Regions from separate parts of the Mus musculus genome. Here region 2 is linked to region 1. A link is a contact called in public HiChIP or PLAC-seq data. All regions are on one chromosome and are shown on one strand. Each heading gives the region's core, a stretch centred on a gene start, on an enhancer-like site or on the middle of the called end of the contact. The rest is flanking DNA. Distances are from core to core; before and after follow the strand shown. Region 1 has its middle 13 kb from the start of Gm40079. Region 2 overlaps Sh3d19 (SH3 domain protein D19).

The links. HiChIP or PLAC-seq counts read pairs in DNA pulled down with a chosen protein or histone mark.
Region 2: a FOXA1 HiChIP or PLAC-seq map of pancreatic cancer cells shows a contact between it and region 1. The contact joins two enhancer-like sites. A contact is called at or near these places in 7 of 39 promoter capture datasets (the 3T3-L1 cell line, the C10 cell line, embryonic stem cells and 3 more) and 3 of 115 datasets of contacts at active chromatin or transcription factors (embryonic stem cells and pancreatic cancer cells).

What each region holds. Positions count from the first base shown.
Region 1 is chr3:84,728,494-84,734,714 of GRCm38.p6, reverse strand. No RefSeq gene overlaps it. Among named protein-coding and RNA genes, the nearest start is that of Gm40079, 13 kb to the left of the region's middle. Within about 2 kb of position 3,199, at least 91 of the 459 cell types and tissues checked have an H3K27ac peak or open chromatin away from gene starts, as enhancers often do. A contact at or near this core is called in pancreatic cancer cells, where this site is marked.
Region 2 is chr3:85,988,471-85,994,691 of GRCm38.p6, reverse strand. The region is part of intron 1 of Sh3d19 (SH3 domain protein D19); the gene reads right to left. It overlaps Prss48 (protease, serine 48), which reads left to right. Exons shown (of 6, transcript NM_001001650.2): 6 at 612-1,080. The coding sequence ends at 872. Among named protein-coding and RNA genes, the nearest start is that of Prss48, 11 kb to the left of the region's middle. Within about 2 kb of position 2,746, at least 59 of the 459 cell types and tissues checked have an H3K27ac peak or open chromatin away from gene starts, as enhancers often do. A contact at or near this core is called in pancreatic cancer cells, where this site is marked.

The sequences.
Region 1 (6,221 bases), core at 1,950-4,449:
GCCTGGTGGCAGACAAAGGGTAAGGAATGTCAGGTCCCGTCAGTGTAGCAAACATCCAGACAAACGACTTCTAGGGTAAAATGTTTATTTTGACTCTCAATTTCAGAGCTTTCAGCCGTAGTAACTTGGCCCTGTTACCTTGGCAACAGAGTAAGTACGAGGGGCCAGGAGCACATGTTGAAGGAGCTGCTGACCTCCTGACAGTCAGGAAGCAAAAGGAGAAGATGGAAAGGCCTAGGATCCCAAAGTCCTCTGCAGAAACGGGAGCCCAGTGATCTAACTTCTTCCAGTTAGGCTGCATTCTCTAAAGGTTCTAACACCTCCTAATATTGCCCCAGGCTGAGATCCAAGGCTGTATTTATTTGACATGTGGTTGCTTGGGCGATGTTCAAGATCTAAGCAGGTGGGAAGAAGAGCAGAGAAAAGAACAAAATATGGCTGTCACCCAGCTGTGAGCGAGCTGTCGCCTCTGGAGGAAATATCACATCCTTGTTTCCTCTCAAGAGGGAAAACCATCTGAGGTGGGGCTTTACGGCCACCCAGCCTTTGTCTTAGTTCGAAATAAAGCAGAGGTGACTCTTCCTTTGGCCAAGCTTAGACAGCTGACCTTGAGGGTATGTGGGGCTCCTTCCTAGGACAGGGGCCAGCAGTAGGCGGCACCTTCTTCTGGTAGCATATTTAAGTAATTAAGGATCCAGGAGGCATCTCAGCGAAGCCTAGCATGGACAAATTATACAGATAGTAGGTTGAATTATGACTCCCCAAATATGTCCGTGCCCTCAGCCTTGGCACCAATGACTTTGACCTTACTCGGAAAGACGTGATTTAAGGACATGGAGGTGTGTTATTCTGATATGGGTGAGGGAGCCTCATGTCCAAACACAGCGTCCTTATTAGAAAAGAAGACATGAAGACCCAGAGGAAGGCTGCATAAAGAAGTAGGCAGAAGGAGTTGGCTTGGTTGTCGTCAACCACTCAAAGTTGGGAGAAAGATACAGATGAGGTTTGCAGAGGCTCTATGGAGATTAGTCGGCTCAGCGCATTGATTACAGACTTTCAGTCCCCAGAACTGTGAGCAAATAATTTTCCTTTGATTTTTTTTTTCCTTTTGGTACCCAGTTTGTGGTAATGGGTTAGGAAGCCCTAGGCCTTCTGTGTCACAAGAGACACTCAGGAGAACCACACAGACTTCCCTTGGGACTAAGAGCTTCTTCCACCAGGTCCTTGGTGAGTACAGTACCACATGTTCTTGGAGCCTGGGCTTAAGGTCATGCTGTTGTAAAACAGCACAGTTGTAACCTTAGGGAGGGTAGCTTATTGGAATCCGCTCCTTGTGCTGCCTTCAGGGAGTCTGGATCTGAAGTGCCCTTTGGCTGTCATTGGGAGCTGAACTGTCTGGGGAGAGGCAGCAGCCTGGTGAGTTTGGTTCTAGCTGATTCCCTGCTGACTTCCAGAGGCCATTACTGTGGAGCGTCCTGCGAGCCTGAGGAAACTTACCCACTAGACCACTGGACTACGCTAACACTCCTCTCCCTCTGAGCCTGCCCCATGGGAGGCTTTCTCACATACCTGACTGCTGCTTACTCTGTCGGGGGAAGCAGAACTTTGCTAACTCGTTGTCTTGGGTTCTCCTCGGTCCCCAGCATTTATCTGGACCTCCCCCTCCACCACACAAGTGAGGTTTGGCATACACTTGTTGGTCCCCAACCTTTTCTCAGCTACCTGAGGAAATAAATCGCCATTGGGCCAGTTCTGACTAAAGGGACTCCCAGGAGTAATGCCAGGGCTTGCACTGCACACATGGGACAGATAAGGAAGCAGACAGCATTTAAAAAGTTAAAAAACCAAGAAAAACAAACAAACAACAACAACAAAACAACCTGCATCCACACCTGTTTGTGCTGCCCTTTCCATAAACACCTGCCAAGCCTCTAAAAGAGAATTGCCAGGTCCCCACATGGCACAGCTGGCCAGAGAGGAAGGACAAAGAACCTGAAACAGGTCCTCTGCCCATAAAAACAGCATGCAGTTCCCGAAGGCTGGGCAGAGCCACGGGCTCCTGACGTGAAGGATGGCCTTTTAGGGCGGAGGAAGACATTCCAAGCTACTTCATTTCCAAATGGGTAAAAACAAATCAGCGGCCTTTCCTTTTCATTTGGTGCGGGATTTTCTTCTCATAGCAGCTCTTAGCAATGGGCTTCATCCCTCCTGATTAGTGCTGCCATTAGAAAGAAAAAAAAAAAAGCGATTCCTCAGCACAGTGAGTCGTCTCAAATCCTGACAACTGTAACCATTCCAGATGGCGAGAACATCAGTGACCATAATGGCCCTTCCCGTCAGTGTTCGCCCGTGGATTGTTCTCGGAACCGCAGGGGACACACACAGGCTTGTAGCCTGTGGAGAGTTACAAGGGGTGGCGGCAATGCAATGACACTCATTCTGCAAGCCCCGTGTGGAAATCAGTTGCCTTTCTTTAGAGTCACATCTTACAGGAGGGGCAGAGCCCAGCTCCCACTGTGAGAAGCAGAGAACAAAAAGACTCGAGCAACCCAGAAAACACCGAGCGAGCGAGCGAGCGAGGGTAAGGAAGGGCCCTCAGATGCACAGTCAGCATGAAGACGGCAGATGTCTTTCTTGTCACCTGCAGGCCTCCGGGTCCAATATGGGAAGAAAAAGAAGCAATCTGCTGTCGCTCGTGAAGAGCCTGAACAAGTCCCACATCTTCACGGTTCACATTTTCCGAGAAAGAGATGCCAAGTTAAAGGGAAAGAAAGCCAGTTTTTTAAAGATTTGTGGAAATGACTTCCTGAGGCTGCTGGTTAAACTAAAGCAAGCTTCCCCTCCCCCGCCCCACCACCTGGGCGTCCCCTTCCTCTGTTAGGTTCGAGAGCATACTAAACACAGCTGAATTAATCCAACCAATTTTGAGGCTTGCATTATTTTGAAAAAAAAAAAAAAAGAAGAAGAAGGAAAACAGAAAAGAGCAGGGCAAAAATCTCATCATCGTTATGGTAGAGTGAAGTGCCTGCTGCACAATGGCTTGTTTAAAGTTAATGGTAAATCAGCTGAGCAGCCACTAAAAGCATGATACATGGATTTAATTCCAAGTTGTTACAGAGGGAGCAGCCGAGCTGACATACACACAGAGAGCTGGCAGACGGCTCCTTTTGGTGAGAATATTCATTTTTATGAATTACTCATTCATCTTTATATATACCTCCTCTTTAGCCCTGCCCCCACTTCTCACCTTCACGGAGTCTAAGTCCCAGGATGTCAAAGGTGAAAGAGAAAGGGTAGTGTGCATTTTAATGGGGGTGGGGGTGGGTGGCAAGGAGATTCCAGTTTTGGAAAGCCCTTATAAAAATAGAAGAGAGAGAAAAACGAAGAGAAGACCAGGGAAACTGGGCAGAGGCAGTAATTGGTCTCAGAAGCGTCAGTCAGCTAGTTATTTACTGAGTCTACACCCTGTGTGTTTTCATGGTACGTTTGTTTCAAATCCAGGCTGTGACTCATCCCAGCTAAGCTATCTTGCTCACCTCCTGCAGGAAGGAGCTCTAGACCTTGCTTGTCTAATGAACCAAAGAATAAAAACATACACACTGGAGCAAAGATGCACAACTCTCAGAAGAAAACGCAGCAGAATCCTGTCATTTCCTGGGAGAAACCAAAACCCCCTGCGTGCTAATCCTGTGTTCTGCTGGGAGCCATACCCCAGACCTTGTGAACAGTTGGCTTTACAGATTCTGGGAGCACCCTTTTCAATTGCTCTTCCTCTTTCTATGGAAACAGAGGCCTGGTGGGTCTGATCACATCGTGAAGAACTCCCAGCATTTTATCTGCCTGTCAAGGCTATTACTACCTCAAAGTACATTTACTCATCCCTCCTTGGGTCCCAGAACAGAAAGGCAAATGGGAAGGTCAAGAAAGAGATGGATAATGATGACCCCTTTGGGGCTATCGGCTACTGCCCAGGAACCCTTTAACTCCTGAAGTCAGAGGTGAAGCAATAAAACAAAGTGGCTGAGAACTTGGGCTCCAGAGGCAAGCCACCTAGCCCTGGACCCTGGAACTCCTGCTGACTGCCTGTGGCCTTTGGCAAGTTACTCATCTCTCTGAACTCCCCTTTCTGGGAAAGGGATACAATTCTATTGTCTCTCTCATGGGTTTGTTATGGGTTTAAACAGAGGCAATCGCTTTAGTGCATAGCCTAGTGCTATTATCTGGATGCTCCTGTCTCTCTTAAATCCATATATTGAAATGCAATCACCAAAATGATGGCATTAGAAGGCGGGGCCTTTGGGAAACCATTAAGTCACCGGGGCTTCTCCATCAAGAATGGGATTCTGCTCACGTGGGCAGCAGACCTTGCATTGTCCACACGGGGCAAGGTTTGCTGGAATTCGGGGTGGAAGAATTCTGGGAGCGAGGAGGATTCCACAGGAAGGCTAAGCAAGCAGTACAGGTAGAAACACAAAGCGTTCCTTTGGGAAGACCGGAAGTCAGCCATCTCCCCAACCCCCACTCCCACCCCACCCCCCGAGTTTTTGGCGTCACACTGATTCTTTGGAGGCTCACAGTGTGCTAAGCAAGGGTTGCTGAAGGTACCCATGGGTCAGTCAAAGCATGCTCCAGAGTCTATTCCACAGGCAGTTCCTGCGCAGGTAGCAAAAAAGGCTGTGAAGGTCAAGTTGCAGCTGCAGTGGAAAACCGTGAATGCAAGAGATGGCCCAGGTGCGTCTGGGTGGCAGTTAGCTCACTCTTGAGTTTTACCAGTGCTCTCAGATCTCCTGAGTCTCAGGGGAGGATCTAAACTTACACTTTTTAAAACCTGTTGATTATAGGAACTCTCACATTGCTTCTATTGCTACCTTTTGTTGTTGTTGTTGTTGTTGTTTTCTAAAACGAACCTCAAAGGCCCATGTATTGATTGATGGCTTGGTCCTATGGGAGGTAGTAGACTCTTTAGACGGGTAGGGCCTCATAGAAGGAAGTTAGATCATTGGGGCCATACCCTTGAAGGGGATATGGGGACACTAAACCTTTTCAGTCTCTCCCTCTCTCTTTGCTTCTGAGCCTCTATGAGATAAACCAGGCACCCTCTGCCATATGGTCCCACCATATTTGCTAGCCAATAAGAGGACCTTGTCAGTGGAACCTGCTAGAGATCATCTCTTAATTTCAGATCCATAGGGAAGAGGGCTGGCTATTGAAGTCCATTGCTTCTGGATATGAAGAGAACAGTTGATGTCCCACAGCTGGAAACTGGAAAGAGCTCCTTTGGGAGAACGCAAGGTCAGTCATCCCTTGCCTGTTCTGCAGTTGCATTGACTCTTTGGGGGAATTACTGTACACTGTGCAGAGGCTGCTAAAAGTTCCCAGCGGGTCAGAGCAGACTCCAGAGATGGCGACTCATGCTCTGAAGGAGAGTAAGTAACTCATTTTCAGGGAACAGTTTGACTCTAAGCAGTGCTTCACAACCTGTGGGTCGAGAGCCACAGGGGTCACATATCAGATCTCCTACATATCAGTTATTCACATTGTGATTCATAACATTAGCAAAATTATAGTCACGAAGTAGCAATGAGATAATTTTATGGTTGGGGGTCACCACAACATGAGGAACTGTATTTAAGGGTGGCAGCATTAGGAAGGTTGAGAAGCACTGAGTTAGAAGGTACACAAAGCATCCACTGATCAAGTTTCCCCCTGCATGGATGAACTGCTCCGCCCAGGTAGACAGGGTTGGTGCACACAACTCAGTCCCAGTTTCCATGATACTTGCCCTTCATACCTTTTCTTCTGCAGATAATATAGTTTTTTTCTTAACCCCCCTACCCCTTTGTGCTTTCTTTCTTCTAGAATGCACAGGACTAGATAAGACATGATTGCGGCTCTCAGAAATGTGAGTCTTAAACTCCTTGATTGAGAATTATCTGAGAGTTCTCCTTAAGTGTACTAACTCCTGGGCCAAATCCTGTGCAGCTCCTCAGCCTCTGGGATGAAGACATCTTTTGGAAGTTGCTTTATTCATTTTTCACACATGCTTCAACCTGAGAGCTGGCTTCAAAATAATCCAACGTAGCACTTTCAATTTGTATGTGGGTAAACTGAGTCTCAGAGAAGCAAAGCAGCTTTTCCCACATCGCCAGCTAGCTGGCAGCAGATGCAGCGATCTTTTCAGGAGAGGAGCTGAAGATGAATTCTTTCAGCAAAGGGTGCTT
Region 2 (6,221 bases), core at 1,497-3,996, 1.3 Mb before region 1:
ATTACTGAAGCAGAGAAAAGAAAGACAATATAAAAAAAATTAGCTACACTGAGAAAGTAATAAGCTGATATTAAAACTCATATGGAAATTCAAGTGGCCATAAACAGTCTTAAAAAGGAAGAACAAAGTTGGAAGACTCACACTTTCTTATTACAAAGCGACAGTAATCAAAACAGAGTGGACAATCATAAGACCAGACACACAAAGTGAGCTGTGAATAGCATTATATCGTAAAGCCGTGTTACAAAACAAAGAAACAAAGCAGGAGACAAACTCCTAATGACTGTCATTATCACTCTACAGAAGAAATGAGCACTTAGAAAAAGGACAATGGAAAAAGAGAGGGTGACATACTACACTAAGTCCTGCCTTGTCCTGAAAACCTTAACGGGAAGCATCACGTTAATTTTGCTTTGCTTTTTCATGGTATAGCAGATGAACATTTAGAAATGGCTAATGTATATTTTCCAAACTCTGTGATCCCAGAACTTGAGAATTCCACAGCTGAGGGTCCAGGTCCAGTTCTGAAGAGCTCTCTGTCACCCCTGACTGGCCCTCCTCTCCCCGTAGGGCTTCTCAAAGCTAAGCTCAGACCTTTCTGTCTCCCTTAGGGCGATTCTGGAGGGCCTCTGTCCTGTCACATTGATGGTGTCTGGAGGCTGATGGGTGTGGTAAGCTGGGGTTTGGAATGCGGTAAGGATCTTCCGGGAGTCTACACCAACGTGACCTACTACCAAAAGTGGATCAGTGCTATTATCTCGAGAGCTCCTCCGGGCTGGGGTGGTGACAGCACCCACATGACTTCCTGTTCCCTACTATGTTACTTTCTCTGGCTCTCCTGGGATCCTCCCGAGCCTTTGGCCCTAGCGTAATACCAAGTCAATCCAGGAGCTGCTGCTGTTGGGGAACTCACGGGATGGGGTGTGTGGAGAATAAAGCCTTAGCGGAGAACTCATGAGACAGTCGCTGCGATGCCTGGATGACTGCCTTTATGTATGTGCTTGCAAGGTTCTTGCTTTGTGTATGTTTCAGTAGTTGGAATGCAAACAGCTAATAAATAAGGCTACCACTTCTGTGCAAGATTTGGGGGGTTTTGTTGTTGTTGTTCCAGAATGTATCTGATGAAGGAGGAAGGGTGCTTCCTATAAATAAATATTTGTGAATATGGGTTAAATAATAAAAAATGAAGATGGTGTAAGGGAGGTCCCTCAAGGAACTCCAACAGAGTCTATTTTGAACCTTAGCTGCCTCAGGGGCTTACCTGTTCTGTCTGTTTTGCCTCCTCTATCATTCTTTCTTCCCCTGATAACCCTCTTCTATCCCTGAATCTGTAATAAGGAGTGCATGGAAGTCGCTTAGCTCTTGTAAAATTCTAGTCTGTGATTTACTACTAAAAATATTGTTAAGTGTGACAGCACAGCCCCCAGGAAGCAGAGGACAGCAGGTCTGAGGCCAGCCTGGGCTACAAAGCAAAACCCCCCTCTAAACAACGAAAATCAATCAACTAAACAGACTGATGCAATGAGCCCCGAGGTCTTGGGTGTAAATGATACTAACCTACAAAGGTCCCACAGTGTCTGGTTTCTAATAAAAGACTTCAAATGTTCAGACCTAGGAAAAGACCTCTGTGCTTAGACTACAGGGGCTCAGAGCTTAGTCCTGCATGGACCACGGTCATTATGTTCTTCGTTGATTTTCTGTTGTAATTTCATTTATACACCTTTGAGTCATCCTTTCTTTCTCATTTGACTTGTTTATTGCCATCTGTGCCTTTTATGGTAAATCAACTTCCAAAACCAACTTTTTGGTATTTATTTAAGCACATTAAGTAGGAAGTGAGTATAAAAGCCGGACGTGGCACATGCTTATAATTCCAACTCTTACCTTGACCTCCATTCTCAAATTATCTTTCCTGAAGCTCTTGGTGGCTCTCCTGACCACAACAAATCTTTATAAATAAATGTTTGCACAGCATGATGGCGCCTTCCCTCAGAGAACTTGACACACAGCAATAACCTAGCATTGCTTTATATAGCTGTATAATTATTATATCCGTCTTATCAAAATGTAAGGTGTACGAGCGTGAAGACATTTTTTGTTTTTGTCTACAACTGTATCCCAGCCTTGCTAATGATCTGAATGAAGGAAAGAAGGAAAAACACCTGACCTATTTTTGTCTCCTCCAAATACCCTGTGAGGACCTGAGTACCCTGTTTACTGAGACAGCCCAGACTCTGATGAAATTCTTATGCTCAGGTGTTGATGAAGTAAAAGGATGAAGGGGAAAATGGTGTTGCTCCTGCCCAGACAACAGAGCCGAGGAGAGACTACTTAAGGCAGGGGAGCGGAAAGCTTTTCAGACAAGAACAGAAGCTAAGGCAGCTCTGGATGACACAGAAGAGAGAAAGGACAGAAACAGAGGAGGAAAGACAGACCACCCCCAAGGACCAGGATGGAATAGAAGTACAGGTGTGAGCCAGAGTCACAGGGCAAAAAGGACACAGACCAAGACCACCAAACGCCCGCTTCCTCAAAACAGGAAGCGACTGCCCCACAGCACAGCATCTGGCAAAATTTTTCTCATGAATCAGGAACCAAACAAAGCTTAAACCTTTAGCAGGTGCAAGGTCCGAGTGCAAAGAAGGCTATCAAAGGATCTGTCACATGATGGGACGGAGCAGGGACGGGAGCCCGACTGAACAGAGGCCAGGGGTCTTGCCTCAGAGATACACACCCAGTCCTGGATGACACAGCAGATCCTTCCCCAGGGAAAGTGTGAAATGAGTCAATGTGTATTCAACAGTATCAAGTGCACACCATGTAACAGGCACATAAACAGCAGAGCCTGCAATACACTAAGCCTGCCTTTAAGGAGTTTACAGCCTAGTGAGGGAGTGACAACATCAAGTGCAAAAGAAACAAACTAACGTCTGATGGAGAAAAATAAAACCCAAGAGGCAGCTGGTAAGAGACAGGATTCTACCTGACACGTGTAGTTTTCCTTCTCCTGTTTCTTGTCTGCCCCGTCCTTACAGCAAGAGCCCATCTACACTGCTAATCTGAGAAAGCCACAGCTTGCTTTTTACACTGAATTAAAATCCAGCATTAAGATACCCAGCAGGCTCTTTAGCCCGTTCCCACCTCATGGCCTTATTGTGTCTGCCCTCCATACCTAAAATACCCTTCCTTTGTACATCTCAGGGCACTTATTTCTGTCTACTGCTCAGAAAAGGAAGCAAAGAACACAACAAAATACATTAAAAGCACCATAGGAAATGGTTTTTAAAATTAGGGCTGGAGGTGTGGCTCGGTGGTAGAACACTTGCCATGATAATCAGAGCTCTGGGTCCTATCTCCAACACCAGGAGAGAAAAATTAACAGGCAAGGGGTGAATTGCATAGCACATGAGTTATCTCTCATTAAGGAGAGAACAGGGAAGTTTATCTTCTGCTTAACTTAAATATTGACTTCTCTATGATATATTTGGGGCCCGCTAAAGATCTGAACAATACTTGTGATTGCATTTCAAAACAAGACTTAAAGTAATTATATACATTTTCTGTTTCAGTTGCTAAAAAACAAAATGGAAAGTATAACCCAAAATGTGGGCTATGAAACTTGTTAATACATTACTGGAGGGGGAAAAAATCAATAGACATTTGTATTCACAAAACTGAAATGTCAAGCAGTTACTGGCAACTAATGTAGCCAGCGCCATCACACCGACAGAGCAAAGGAGGACATAAACAAGGGCATCTCTATCCTCCGCCTTGGGAGGGCTCAATATAGCACTTCTGATCTAAAATCAATTTTAATTTTCAGAATATGTTACTTCTCGGAGTATCTCATTTTCATATGTTCTACCTTTCATTTTCAGATGTCTTGAGAATTTTAATTAAGGTAGGATTTTAACAAATAAAAATCGCTGAAAATATCTAGTCAACATTTTCCCCAAAAACTGAGAGGGGCAAGTGTACAGATCACGATATCCAGATTTTTTTTCTCCTTTGTTACCAAGTGTATCAGGTAATGACCTGGTTTTCCCTCAATCTCATCAAGCCATACAGTTGTCCTCCCGAGTGTGGGGACACCACAGAATTGGAGGCCTGCACACTGCTTCTGTTTCAATGGTGGCACTCCACTTTCTCAGATGCCTTGTTTCGTCGATGCTATTATAATCTCCCCAACAACTCTGACAAAATACACTTTATTTACATAATAGAAATGACCCTTCTGCAACTTCTTAAAACATACCCTTTCTTCAGGAAGGAGACGGGGGAGGTAGAGAGGCTCAGCTAATCGGAGCTCAATTTCATTCTCTATCTCCAAAGATGGAGAGGAAATACTCAATCAGATGGACAAAAAAGACTAACATCTTTAATGGAGATCCTAATTGCCTTTCAAGATAATTATCTTTAACCAACATGAAGTCTCTCCAGTGCCTTCTCTGATGTAAGAGTTCACTTCCATCTCCATATGGCTGAAGCGAGGTAACTGAGGTCTAGCCCTGTGGCACAACATAGCCACTTGCGACACTTAGCCCACACAGTATTACGCTGTAATTAACTCAGAACACCCAAGAGTGAAAAGAAGGGGCAGAGAGCCATCCTGGGGATCCAGGATGCCCAAGACATCCATTCTGCACTTGGTGGAAACTAATGAAGAGGATAAAACTGGATACAACCAGGTGGCAGCAAAAAGGCAACATCTGCTCAGCTTTGGACGTGATCTGGAGGCAAGCTGGTGTAGGATGGAGACAGGAGGATGGGAAAGAGAGAAGAGAAACTAAGAACGACCGGGCTCACAGGTCACTGGTCTCATGGTGATTGTACCATTAAATGAGATGAAGAAGGAGGAAGAGGAGGGATGGGTGTATTGTGCTATCAAATGAGGTAATGGTATGAATAGCACCTCCTGCAAGGATCTCAATGTCCTAATCCCCACAGCCTGTCAGTATGTCTTCATACACAGTTATAGGGGCTTGCACATAAGATCAGGCATCACAAAGTGGGCACATTATCTTGGGTTATGTAGGTAACCCTAAGTAATGGCAGGGCTTATTGACACGGTTAAGGCCGGAGAATCACAGAGATGCTCATAAGACATGGTGACCCAAAAAATGTCCTGGTGATGCAAAAGAAGTAGAGAAGCAAAGGTGCTGTGCTGGAGATGAAGCAAGGGATCATGAGACAAGGAATATACTTGGCTCCTAAAATCTAAAAGCTAAAACCTTGGCATTGTACAACTAATCCTGGCACTGTGGAGGCAGAAGCAGGAGGTTCTCTGTGACTTCCAGGCCAGCCTCGTCTACACAGGCCAGCTAGGGCTACATAGTAAGAGACCCTGTCTCTAAATAAAAAGTAAAGAAAGATATGTGTTGTGGATGGCCCTGGTGTTGTTTGTATTTTGATGTTAATTCTACTTTCCCAGGATCGAGGAATAAGTCATGTACTCAGATGACTTCTTGTGAACCAATTCCCTAATGAATAAAGGAGCCAATCACTGGGCAAGTAGGAGGGACTTCCAGGTTGGACAGAGGAAGAGAGGAAGCAGGAGAAAGTTAGGTCTTTTTGTACAAGGATAGTGTGAGGACAAGATGTAGCTATGAGTGTCTCCCGGTTTCAATGGTGGATCCGTCAGGATTTGCCACAAGAGAATTTAGATTTAATAAGGCTTACAAGATTAGGATTTTAGTTGTTGTACCCAGCGATTGAGTTACCGTTTCTGAACTAAGTTTGCGTGGTGTTTTCCTTGACGCTGCGGCTCGTCCAGGTTCAAGAGAGAGAGGTATGGCACAGCAAAGTGTGGGTTTGTCTGAGGTGCACCACAAAGGCCGTGGAGGTACTGAAGCACAGGGCTGGCACAGTAACTACCTGCCAGTGGAAACCTAGCGAGCTGGGTGGAGAGACTGTGGAGCTCTGAGTCAGAGTCTCCATGAGATAATAACAGGTTGGCCACTGCCTGCCAGTGCCAGTGGCACTCAAGAATTATATAGTTCTCGTCAAACTAGCAAAGCTTTATGTAGGCACTGTTGCTTCCTCTCACCATCACTGTATCCCCTGTACATGGATTACCCACCCACTAAAGATCCCCGGGACTCACCTGGGAGCTTTATAGTTGTTGCATCACAGATTTCTGGTCAGGCTATCCAGAGCCTACATAGTCGTATTAATTGTATTAATGCCACTAGGCCATTAATATGATGTTAGCCAATGAAATG